3 separate regions of the Zea mays genome follow, and regions 1 and 2 are each linked to region 3. Evidence: chromatin contacts called from public Hi-C data. All regions are on one chromosome and are shown on one strand. Each heading gives the region's core, a stretch centred on a gene start, on an enhancer-like site or on the middle of the called end of the contact. The rest is flanking DNA. Distances are from core to core; before and after follow the strand shown. Region 1 holds the start of LOC100276119. Region 2 holds the start of LOC100191419. Region 3 has its middle 110 kb from the start of LOC103628424.

Region 1 (3,576 bases), core at 393-2,892, 250 kb before region 3:
GGAAAACATTGCTTTATTTGAGACATGCTTTGCTTGTGTTGATCCGTTTCAAGTACACATGACAGTTGTTTCGAAGGAATAATAGAACAGGTGAACTAGTCTAGTGCGCCACTTTCAGGAGACCAGAATTCACTTGACGTCCCGTTTGGATCCTTGGGATTGAATTACATTCTAATAAGGCCCCGTTTGTTTCCTTTCATTTTGAGGAATTGGAATATTACTAATAGAATAGACTATTTTTTTAGAATATGACATTCCACCACTTTCCAAAGTTATCATATCAGCCTATCTCAAATCCATGGGGTGAGAGATGAAAATTGATTCTATAGATTTGCATGCTATTTTTCCGATGTACAACTTATAATACACTCTTCTACTTGCGCCGCTATAACATAAATATAGTATATAACTATCTCTCTCATATGATTTAGGATAATATGCAAATATATTACATATATAAATATATAAACTTAATTAGTTTTGTCTAAATTATAATCATTAAAATGGAATTCAAATCTAACGAAACAAACGGGACGTAATAGTAATTTAGACACATATCAATTAAGCTAATTCGGTTTTATACAAAATATATTTGTATACTATTATTAGCAAGATGACAGAGATATTTATGTGTTATATTTTTACTATAGATGAGTGACCGAAGAGCGTCCTATAATTTATAGAGTAGAAACAAATTCTACTGATACAGAAAATCATTTCCAATCCTCCACCCATGATACATAAAATCATTTCCCATCTTGCACCCCATGAATTTGAGATAGACATGATACATAAAATCATTTCTCATCCTGCACCCCATGAATTTGAGATAGACTTATATCTGAACTTTGGAAAGTGGTGGAATGCAAAATTTCAGACTAAATAGGTTACTTTATTAAGTACATTCCAATTCCTCTAAAATAAATGGATCCAAACACCCCTAGGGAAATTCAGGATAATGTAGCGTCATTTCATCTCATGCAATTACCACAACCACAACCTAGGCATCACGGACAGCGAAAACAACAAATTTTGCATACAGGAGCGCATCTAATTGAGATAGATCCAGATTCCATAACAAATCCGATTAAACTCACCAACAAACGTCCGGACTCCGGAAGAAAGATGCAATGCAATGCAGGTGCTCAGACATGCTCTCCCCAGCAAACACATAACATCAACACATTGATTTCAAAATTATGAGGAGTCCACAAGGCCGCACCTCGGGATGAACGCGACGGGGAGCAGGCGACGATGAGACGGCAGAAGACCGCGAGGCCACCTCGGCACCCGGCGGAACACGAATACCACTCCGGCACACTCAGTAACGAACCCGAGGGCGAAGGGGGGGGGGGGGGGGGGGGGGGGGGGGGGGATGGCCCTTTTTTCTGCGTGATATAGGGACAACCCGGGCCAAGATCCACGGCGGATGCCGCGACAGAACGCGGGTTGTGGGCAGCGCGACACGAGCAGGACGACCCCGCCAAGAAACCAAGAAGACAGGGTCGCAAGAGACGGCGGGCGCGCCCACTGATGGGAGCTGGATCGCGCTGGCCTGCACCGCTGCACGGTTTGCTCTCTCTGTGTCTGGCACAGGAGCTTCACGGATTCCCTGTGCGCAGCTGAAACCAAGAAGAAGATGTAATAAAAACGGTGGGCGACGACCGCGAGGGTGGGGAGAGACGGCGCCGGTTTCGCTTTCGCTCTCCGATCTGATTCAGTGGCGAATGCTCGAGGCTGGCGTGAGCCACCGTGGGACCAGAGGAGCAGTGAGAATCGGAGAGCGTCGCGGTGCGGACGTGCGCTGTCCGCGAGGTCGTTGTCGGTGGGCCAACAAAGCTAACGACGGGTACGTGGCCGGATAAGGCTGGATCGACTGACCACCTACACCATTGGGTATTGGGCCTTGTTCTTTTACATCAATCCAGTTCTGAATTAGTATAGTTTAAAATTAAATCTATATCATAATTTATGCTTTAAAGTAATCTAAGACTATTTAAATTTATTTCTTCGGTTAAACGCATCATAAATTATAAACAAAGATTTGGAAAAAAATTTAAATTATGTAAGACATATATTCTATCCATAACTCATTAAATATGGAAAAAATCTATAAATATGTTGCACAAGTTTATATTAGAATCCATGGATCAAAAGAATAACTAGCTTAAAGAGATATATGGATTAAATGATAGGTTTAATCTCATCATGAGATTGGGTGTGAGGTATGGATTCACATAATCCACAGACCCAGATTAAATTCATGGTAGGATTCCATCCCTTATAACCAAACAAGGCCTTGGTAAGGTTACACCGAATATATGTGTCTCATCGACTCGCTCGTATTATGGTCGGCTCGGCTTAGATCAATTCGTTTGATTTTTTATGAGCAGTTAACGTTCTAGCTCGGTTGGTTGATAAACTACGTCTACGTATATGTGTTAAATTGGTCTATGCGACTGTGACTATGTGTTAAACTGGTAAACATGTGTGTGAATTATGAATTTATGATAAATTGATGATGATGGGTTGATGAATTATGTTAATTTGGTGTTGTATTTGATGCGTCACAATGCCCGATCTTTACGACGTAGGATCAATCTTCAGATAACTAGCTTCAAAGAAGCCAAGATAACTTGCTGCAAACAGCGATAACTAGTGCAACCTGACAAATAAAACTCGAAGCCAACCACCGTCTTTAACCGACAGCCTGAATCGAGGATTCGCCCAACCACACTCTCAAAGAACCAACCAACACAACCTACAATCAATCGAGGAGACCTCAAAGGGAGTAAGAGCACCACTTAGGAGTGGATGAAGCCGCCGCTTCTGCAATCCCGCGAAGGAATTCACAAGAGCAAAGGGGTAGAGATTACTCTCAATATTTGTTAGCACACAGTTGAACAAAGGGGTTCTGTTTTAGATTATCAAAAGCTGCCCTACATCATAGACATATGGGGGTATTTATACTAGTAACAACCAGCTTTAGCGAGGTATAAACACGAAACAAAAGTATTTTCACGTGCTAATGTGAAGGAGCCTCTTCGAGAGATCTGCAGAGCTGATTTCCGTGTGGTTGTTTGACTTCTGCGCAGCCTTCAGTATTTTGACAATAACTTCTTCTAGGAATCTTCAAATGACGTGGGGCTGGATGCGTTGGAAAGCTGACTTGATAAGCTTTCTCACCATGTATAGCATGCTTAATAAAACTTTGTAGAATGATGCAGTTTAATACGAAAACTTGGTCATCAAACAGACCGTTGACCTTCTGACCAGTCAGCACTAAAGTAGGTCGGCTGCCTTACTGGGAGATTTGTTTAAGTCGGCCTTAGAAGCATTGGAAACTAGACTTCAAGAGCTTTCCAAAAAATACTTATGGGCCTTCATAGCTTTTGGGAATCAAAAGATATGACTGTTTCTTCTGGACGGTTCTGTAGCGCTAGACTGACTCGGGCATAGCTCTTCTTGCTGATTCGCCTTTGATATGTTTTGTCCTTCCTCTTTGGTGAACCTAAGTAATATCAACATACATGACATAGGTAGCATAAAGTTCTCATTAGTGTTTAATTGAAATTC
Region 2 (3,713 bases), core at 1,074-3,573, 130 kb before region 3:
AGGGACCCACAAATTGAGGGAGGAAAACATTTCATGCCCAGCAGAAGAATACTATTTCGTACAAATCATTATCTTCTTTGCAAGTGGCGATCATACAAAAAACAAGTTGCTTAGACTTGTTCCAATTCTTTGCAGGTGACAATCATACAAAAACAAGTTAGGCGTGTTGCAATCACATGCGGAAAGGCGAGCTGCATGTTCCCGTTGTACGCACGCTGGAAAGAGATTGCAGAATATGAAACGCCTTGCTTGAGAATTCAGGTCACCTAGTGTCAACATTCACCAGGAAATTGTGCTTGTGTAGGTTGTAGCTAATCCAGATTCAGCATACTCAAACACCAAGCTGTGTCCTGATACAAAATCACAGCTCTGAAATAAAAGAAGATTTTTGAAATCAAGTGTTCATCAACAAAAAAATGAAATGAAGTGTTCATCAACAAGAATTCCACTTTATTGCACCCTTGACTCTACACGAGCAGCAGAGGTTGCTTCCTCCTACGAGGAGCAAGATCAGTTGATTGGTCAATAACTTCACATATGAACAATTACTTGAACATAACATAAGGGTATAGTAGAGCAGTGGCCTGAAAACACTATGACAACCTCTCAGCCTCTAGCATCTGGCCCTCTGAATGAAATAATGAATCGTATGCAAAGCGTTTAACTGAATGTGATATGTTGCTGGGACATCACAAGAACATACTTTTTAAAAAATATATGGGGCAGACAATTGCTGATTACTATTACTAATTGGAATGTAACACGCTTGAGACAGCAATACATTACAGAGCTACCTAAATGGGAATACCACAATACCGACCGAAACCACCATGAATAACTGAATTAAGCTTACACGACATAGCCAACACGGGAAACCATTTTGATGAAATTCTTGCGGCTGCCTGGATGCTGTGTGCATCACAGTATTGAACCTCACGGGACGCAGCAGCAGACAAGAATGGCAAGTTTCAATGATAACGCAGCAAAGACAGCATGTTGAATTCTTGCAGATTGCAACCATTTCGCTCCCCCAATGCCCGCCTCAGATCTTGTCGAGCTTCTCCGCCCTCACCACAGGATTGGCCTTGGCAATCGCGTCCCTTGCTGCAGTCCGATAGTCGAACTGACAGTCATGTTTGTCGGAGTAGCGGTGCACCGAACAGTACATGTTCCCGCATCGGCAGCTAAATCCCGTCAGCCCAACACGCTTCCTGCAGGCCGCGCACCGGTCTGGGCCTTCCTTGGCCTTGGGGATTACAGCAGCAGCCTCGCTGGTTTCAGCTACAAGCATGGGCTGCACAACAATAGTCTTCTGCTCAACTTGAGGAACTGCCACATTTACAGATGCAGCAATTACAGGTCCTTTCCCGCCGTCACCGCCATTGACAATGCTATCGATGGAGGAGGCAGCCAGCTGGGCCTGCTCCTGCTTCGTTATCATCTCCTTGTGGCACTTGGAGCACATGTTCATCGTCGCAGCACTGCCGAAGAAGCCGCAGTTATTGATGCATAGGATTGGGCCCTCCGGCTGCTGGCAGCCCGCCTCCTTGTGTTCCATCACTGACTATAAGCTGCACATTAAACATTCAATGCCGTCTTAGCAAGAATGGATCGTGGTAGACGGAACAAGACCCTAATTTTTAGGAAGAGAAGTCACTGTCGCAAAATATGTTGCGCAAATACAGCTCAACCCATCCTTTTAAACGAATCAGGGTAATATAATCAAATCCGAATCTCTACAAAACAAGGGAAAAAAGATTCTCAGGGATGTAAATCGAGAACAACGTGCATCAAATCTGCTATACACTTTTTGAGAAATCAGGCAAATCAGGGATGTTAATTTAACGAATCCACCGTTCTCAACCAGATGCACACGATTTCCACCATGATAGAGCATTTAAATCACTAGCTACTAACAGTGCTATAAACTTTTTGAGAAATCAGGCAAAATGGAACGACAAATCTAATGATTTTAAACAAGACAAAGTGATAAACAACCATTGTACAGTTTTTAAAACTTTAAAAATAAGAAAGAGAAGAAACGCGTTTTCTTTTCCCCACACAGAAGAACCGAGAGAAACCACCAACCGAAGTGCGAAGGCCAAATCAACCCACGAACATGCGAGTCCCCGAAATCCCCGTATCCAACGAATCAACACCACCGCAACCTCTTGCCCCCACCCCGTCAATAAAACCGCACCAATCGATCCCGGGACGCCGAATCGGGCCCCAACAGGCATAGATCAAGCCTTCTCTAACAAATCCAACATGAAAAAACAAGAATGAGATGGGGAGCAGAGGAAACCCTAACCCTGAGCGAGGCGGAAGCGGAGGAGGCGTGCGTGGATTGGAATCGCGAGGAGGAGCTTGGAAATGGGGACGTCGTCGGGCCACGGATGGTGGGGGAGCCCGATAAAAAAGGTAGAGCCTACGGGAAGTTACTAGCCTGCCCCTAGTGTTTCGAATTATTTGCGGTTGGTGGCGTGGAATGGTCTTGGAGAGGTGGGGTGGGCGCCGTCCGATCGCGGCAGGGAGGACTGATGGACGCATGGAATGAATGCGGCTGTGGTTTTTCAGTGAGATCCCTGCTGGTTGCTTGTTTACCGGAAAATATCCGTAGTTTTTTTCTTTCTTTCTTGATGGGGAAGAAGAAGCATGATGTCCTTTTCCTTTCTATTAGATGGTGTGAAACCGGTTGCTTATCTGTAACACTGTTATATAATACATCAACTACTCGATTACCCGTGCGTTGTGATAGCTCACAACAATATCCACATAAATTATCTACCAAAAAATTAGCTTTTTTATTAATTGTCTCCGCTCTTCGCATAATATTTTTTATAAATGCACGGGTATCATAGGCAGCAAATCAGAGACCCTCATCCCTCGTCTCCCCCACTTTCAATGTTTCGTAGAGCAGTAGGGAAAGGGAAGAGGCGGACATACATGTTCATTGCCGGAGAAGAACACAACGAAGACCTAGGCATTTGAAGCCTGCACGGAGCAGCTCCAAACCGAGAGGCACCCGCACCAGATGTCAATCCGAGAAGGGCGGGAGAATGCGAGTGTCTTCCCAGCCCTGAACCTGCCGAAGCGACATAACACCACCACCAACTCCGTAGCATATGTCGACTGCTGCCGCGCTACGGGCCTTGTTTGTCCAATATCTCAAATATGGACTCCTCATCGCCATGATAACCTAAACGTGGCAGGAGCCACCATGTCCTCCTCGAAGGCACGCACGGAGAAAGGCTAGGAGCATGACCAACTCGCCTCATACCCGCGTCGACGAGCGTCGGTCGGTTCGCGGCTGTGACCGTGGGCGGGGGCAGCAGGTTGGGGAGGAAGAACAGGGCGAAGGCCGAGAAGACGAACGATACGTCTGACGACGGCGAAAACGATGGTGCACGCATGATGTGAAACGTCCTCGTGGACGTGCAATTGCCACTGCGCGAGTCGGTATCAGGGCTGATGTCGGGCGAATACGGGGAGTAGGCGCATGCTCCTACGCCCCCTATCGAGAATAGGGTGGCGCGGAGGTGGAGGCATGAGGGGAGAGAAAAGAAGTAGAATGGCGAACAAGGTAGTGGCAACTGCGGCGAGGACCATCATTATCATGTGGAGGTATAGATGGCCAAATGAGTTGTGTCTAGCGAACCGGCCCGAGACACGACCTATTTAATAGTGACTAGGCCAACCCGGCACGAGCGTCG
Region 3 (4,059 bases), core at 1,036-3,535:
CAGAGGGCCACTTGGGAATATGAAGATTTCCTAGAAAAGCATTTCCCTAAGTTTCTATCTTCTTGTAACCTTTAAAGTTTGTGTACTTTATCGTAATGTTAGAAAATACCCATACACCCTCCCCTACCTTGTAAGAGAAAATATGAAATAAAGTTGTGCCTAATTTCCTTTTCCATTACTTACCCAGGAGCCTTAAATCTCAGGACGAGATTCTTTTATGGGGGGAGAGGATGTAACACCTCTGGTTTTACGAGAACTAAAACTTTGGCATGACATCATGTGCACTAACATTACATTGTGTATGATACACCTAGAATGTATCCACTAGGCTAAAATTTCAAGACAAAACATGGGATGTGAGGATTGCTTGAGTATATAGTCTAGTAAGGGGATTCTTAACCCTAGGTAGGAGTGAGTCTCTCCAAGGCCTAGAAGCATGTGACCTGGTGTTGTGAACACTAAGGAGTGATCTTACTAAAGAAATAATGACTTAGAGAAGTTAAGCACTTAATGTACCTTAGGATACTCAAAACCCTAATTTTGAAGCCCCAAAACCCTAATTAGTGCCCTATAAGGTGATTTCAAATTCTAAGTACTTTTTGCCAAAAGTGTATATATTAAAGTTTTAGAGCTTTGTGAGTTTAACACTTTTCCCATTTGGGGATTTTCAAGTGTTGTGAAGCAAATTGGAGAAAATGGCACAGGTTCACAAGTGCTCAAGAATTGGAGCCCTAAGCAAAAAGGTGATATTGAGCAATGTTTGAAGCCTTGTAACTTGTAATCCATAAGGGTTTGACAATATGTCACCATAACAAAGTTGTAGGGCTATTATAGTAGTACAAATTTGTGTATGAAACCTAGCCCTAAAACTATATGGAACCTAGTGTAAAACATCTCCAAACTTGTGCTGTCAGACTAGGGCAGTGCTGAAACTGAGAAACCAATGACATTTCTCCAATTTGGGAGCTAATTTGTGACTGATTAATGGAGCTAAGGACTACTATCTTTAAACCAAAGTTGTATCCCTTACATTGAGGAACAATTCTTTAATACTAAGTTGGACCTAGTGCTGTTCAGAAATAGGAGTAAAATGCCCCCAAAGTCGGGCTGTCAGGCGACCTGAATGAGGCATTCAGTATGAACAATTCTGAATTCAATTCAGTGCCGAATACACTTCATCTCGCTGTCGGCGTTGATCGGCGTCATGATTTGCGCAGAATTCCGGATGTGTGCTCAGCGTGCATCTCTTCGCCATGATCTTTGTGAGTTGGGTGAGACCGCCGTCGTGGCGCGCGAACGTCTAAGCCGCCACGCGGTTGCTGGCCCTAATGACCGTGCTAAGTCGCCAGCACCGCTTCACTCCATTTTTCCACGCAACTACTGATCTACTCGCGTCATTAGCCATGGCGGGACGTGTCTGGTCCCTGGAAAATAGTCGAGCCCGACGTCGTCGGTGAAAGCCAGCGAGGCACGGTGAAGCTTATCGCTTGGGCTGTCACCGTGGGTCATTGGTTCTTTAAAATTCACCGCATCTTCACCCCCGTCATCCAAATTGACCATGCACTGATCTCCGCCTCTTAGTTACAGAGCTAGCGCCCCACCATCTATCCCTTCTCGTCCACCATCGCTCGAGGTCATCGAATTTCCCCGGGAACGGTCGTCATCGCCACTGTGGTGAGCTCTGGCGTGGCCAGGACAGTTGAGGTGGGTTTTGTCTCCTCTATGCCTTGTCCCCATCTCCTTGGGGGCCAGGAAAGCTCATTGACCTTTGGGCTTGATATCTACCGCAACCTTTCAACCAGAACGGTCCCTCACCGCTGGAACGTTTCGCCGTGGGTGCACCTCGACGTGGGCAACCATTCCCATCCTTCTTCCAGCCTTCTCCATTGATGTCGTCGACTCCTGGTGAGTTAGTGATGCTCGTCGTGCTTTAAATTTGAATGCTACTACACCTGAGCCTCGGGAACAGGTCCGGTGATCCTCGGCGTTTGCCATTGACATTGGTAGACAGAGCCCGAGGACAAGCTATGGTTTACAACGATGCTAGCGTGCTCGGATAGGTGTGGGGTAGGTGTAGATTCGCTCGGTCGCACCCGTGAAGACCGTTGGCGGGCACAAGGTTGAAGACTCACCGGCGTTGAGCACTGTGGCGTCGTGGACTTGGTTTTGTAAATAGGAAAGGACAGGATTTAAGTGTTTTATCGGACTCGATGCTATAGTGCTAAGAATCCTTTTTTCCAGCAATTCGAAACACCAGGGGTTTTTGTGCAACATCGCCAATGCGGACGCGGGTCTTCCGCGCAGTGCGCGCTTCTATCATCCGTGGGCCGACTCAGGCCGAATTCGGCCCAGCCCTTTTCACCATTTCTTCTTTTCTTTTTTTCCTGTTAGCTTGTGAAATCCATCAAAATAGTATAAAATTGATAAAATCATGGGACCAATTTTATTAGACTCCTAAAATCAAGTAATAATTAATAAAAATAAATCTAAGATTTTTATCTTAAACCCTGAATTATGTAGCATTTAAAGGTAGTTAAGTAAGGCCTTGCAGAATTTTAGAAATTGTTTAGTAATCCCAAAAATCATAAAATATTTTGGGTAGACTTAAAATGTTGGTTATAGACTTTGAGTGAAGTTTGAATTTGTTTGGACACTGTTTGTCTAGAAAATCAGTAAATAGTCCAATGGATTAACCATTTTAATACTAAGTGAATTAGAGGTAGTTTTGTAAATAAAAATTGAACTTTGAAACATTACCTTCATTTGTTAACCTTAGAAGGTTAGTAAGTTAATCGTAAAAGGGTGTCTAACTAGGAAGTCTTAATGGCTGATAAACATCGTGAAGGAAAGTTGAATTAAAGACACAACTTACTATCTTCTTGTTATACATTTACATATCCATGACATAGCATAAGCATTCATATACATGTATTATTGCATGAAGAACACGCAGAAGAATCTATAATAGAAGAAGAGGTTGTTACTCCAACTGAGAATCTTCATGTGGAGAACAACTTTTACTTCGACATCTGTGGTGAGGAAGCAGAAAATTCCTACAACACAAGGCAAGCCCCAGTGCATTTACCTTTCCTTGTATTTTAAAGTTTTACCAACTTTGAATGCTGCATTAGGTGATACGAATTGTGTGATAAACTATTGATGCATTTCATTCCTTGAGAAATTGAATACCATTCCTTGTTACCTGGTTTATTCAAACAAGTTTAATGATGCTTAGCCTTGCTTTAGAAAACAAAATGTTTTGTTTTAAAAAGTTGATGCTTCACACTAGATCAGAATTTTTACAAAGGAAAGACTTATGATCGTGAATCCATCACGATCGTGATGGATTCACATCTGAAAAGAGTACATGTGTCAGGTACCAAACTTTGGGTTATGAATGGTAATGATGAGATCGGGTCGGTGACTTGCACGAGAAGGAAGTCTCAGTGTAGTGTCTCCATCTGAGTTGTTTAAGGACCAAGTCAATGTAGGCTTGTTGATCGAGGACCTTTTAACTGGCCACATGCCTCGTCATGGGTAAGCTTTGCCTCGGTCGGACTAATACCATAAAGGCTACCACACAATGGAAGTGGAAAGATGGTGAGAGTAGTGTGTACCCTCCATGGCAAGAGGCTGGACGGTGTAGTATCTGTGCTCTCGGTTGGCGTGAACCCATTCTGGTCTTGAGAAACCCGGGTGCGAGTTGACATATGCAAGGGTTAAGTGCTACATATTTCGTGTGGTTGGAGATCCCTAGCTAGTTATTAATCGATTCAGATCGCCGTTACTTCTCGGATATGAAGACTTGGTCACTGCCGTACACTGTAGTGACAAGAAAACTCGGAGCGTAATAAAAGATGGCTAGTGTAGGCAAAGTGTTTGATCTAGATTAACAAAGAAATCTAGATTCAGGTAACTACTTAACCTGACAAGTAAAATGAATCCATAAGGACCAACTTTAGTAAGCTTTGAGCAAACTAAGTCATTGGTTCTTGCTAAACCTTACCTTGACTCCTAAAGGCCAGCATATCCTTGAGAGTCTTTTCTTTTAGTCGGGTA

Evidence for each region. Hi-C and Micro-C count contacts between places; a contact is called where the count stands out from the background.
Region 1: a contact with region 3 is called in a Hi-C map of tassel, with 4 times the contacts expected there. The contact joins the promoter of LOC100276119 here to the enhancer-like site in region 3. A contact is called at or near these places in 5 of 25 Hi-C or Micro-C datasets (ear, leaf and tassel).
Region 2: a contact with region 3 is called in a Hi-C map of ear, with 2.8 times the contacts expected there. The contact joins the promoter of LOC100191419 here to the enhancer-like site in region 3. A contact is called at or near these places in 6 of 25 Hi-C or Micro-C datasets (ear, leaf and tassel).

What each region holds. Positions count from the first base shown.
Region 1 is chr5:125,287,851-125,291,426 of Zm-B73-REFERENCE-NAM-5.0, reverse strand. It overlaps LOC100276119, which reads right to left and starts at 1,642. Exons shown (of 6, transcript NM_001371532.1): 1 at 1,223-1,642.
Region 2 is chr5:125,168,272-125,171,984 of Zm-B73-REFERENCE-NAM-5.0, reverse strand. LOC100191419 reads right to left here and starts at 2,323. Exons shown (of 1, transcript NM_001136853.1): 1 at 33-2,323. The coding sequence starts at 1,558. The coding sequence ends at 1,043.
Region 3 is chr5:125,037,012-125,041,070 of Zm-B73-REFERENCE-NAM-5.0, reverse strand. No RefSeq gene overlaps it. Among protein-coding and RNA genes, the nearest start is that of LOC103628424, 110 kb to the left of the region's middle. Within about 2 kb of position 2,285, at least 13 of the 20 cell types and tissues checked have an H3K27ac peak or open chromatin away from gene starts, as enhancers often do. A contact at or near this core is called in ear, leaf and tassel, where this site is marked.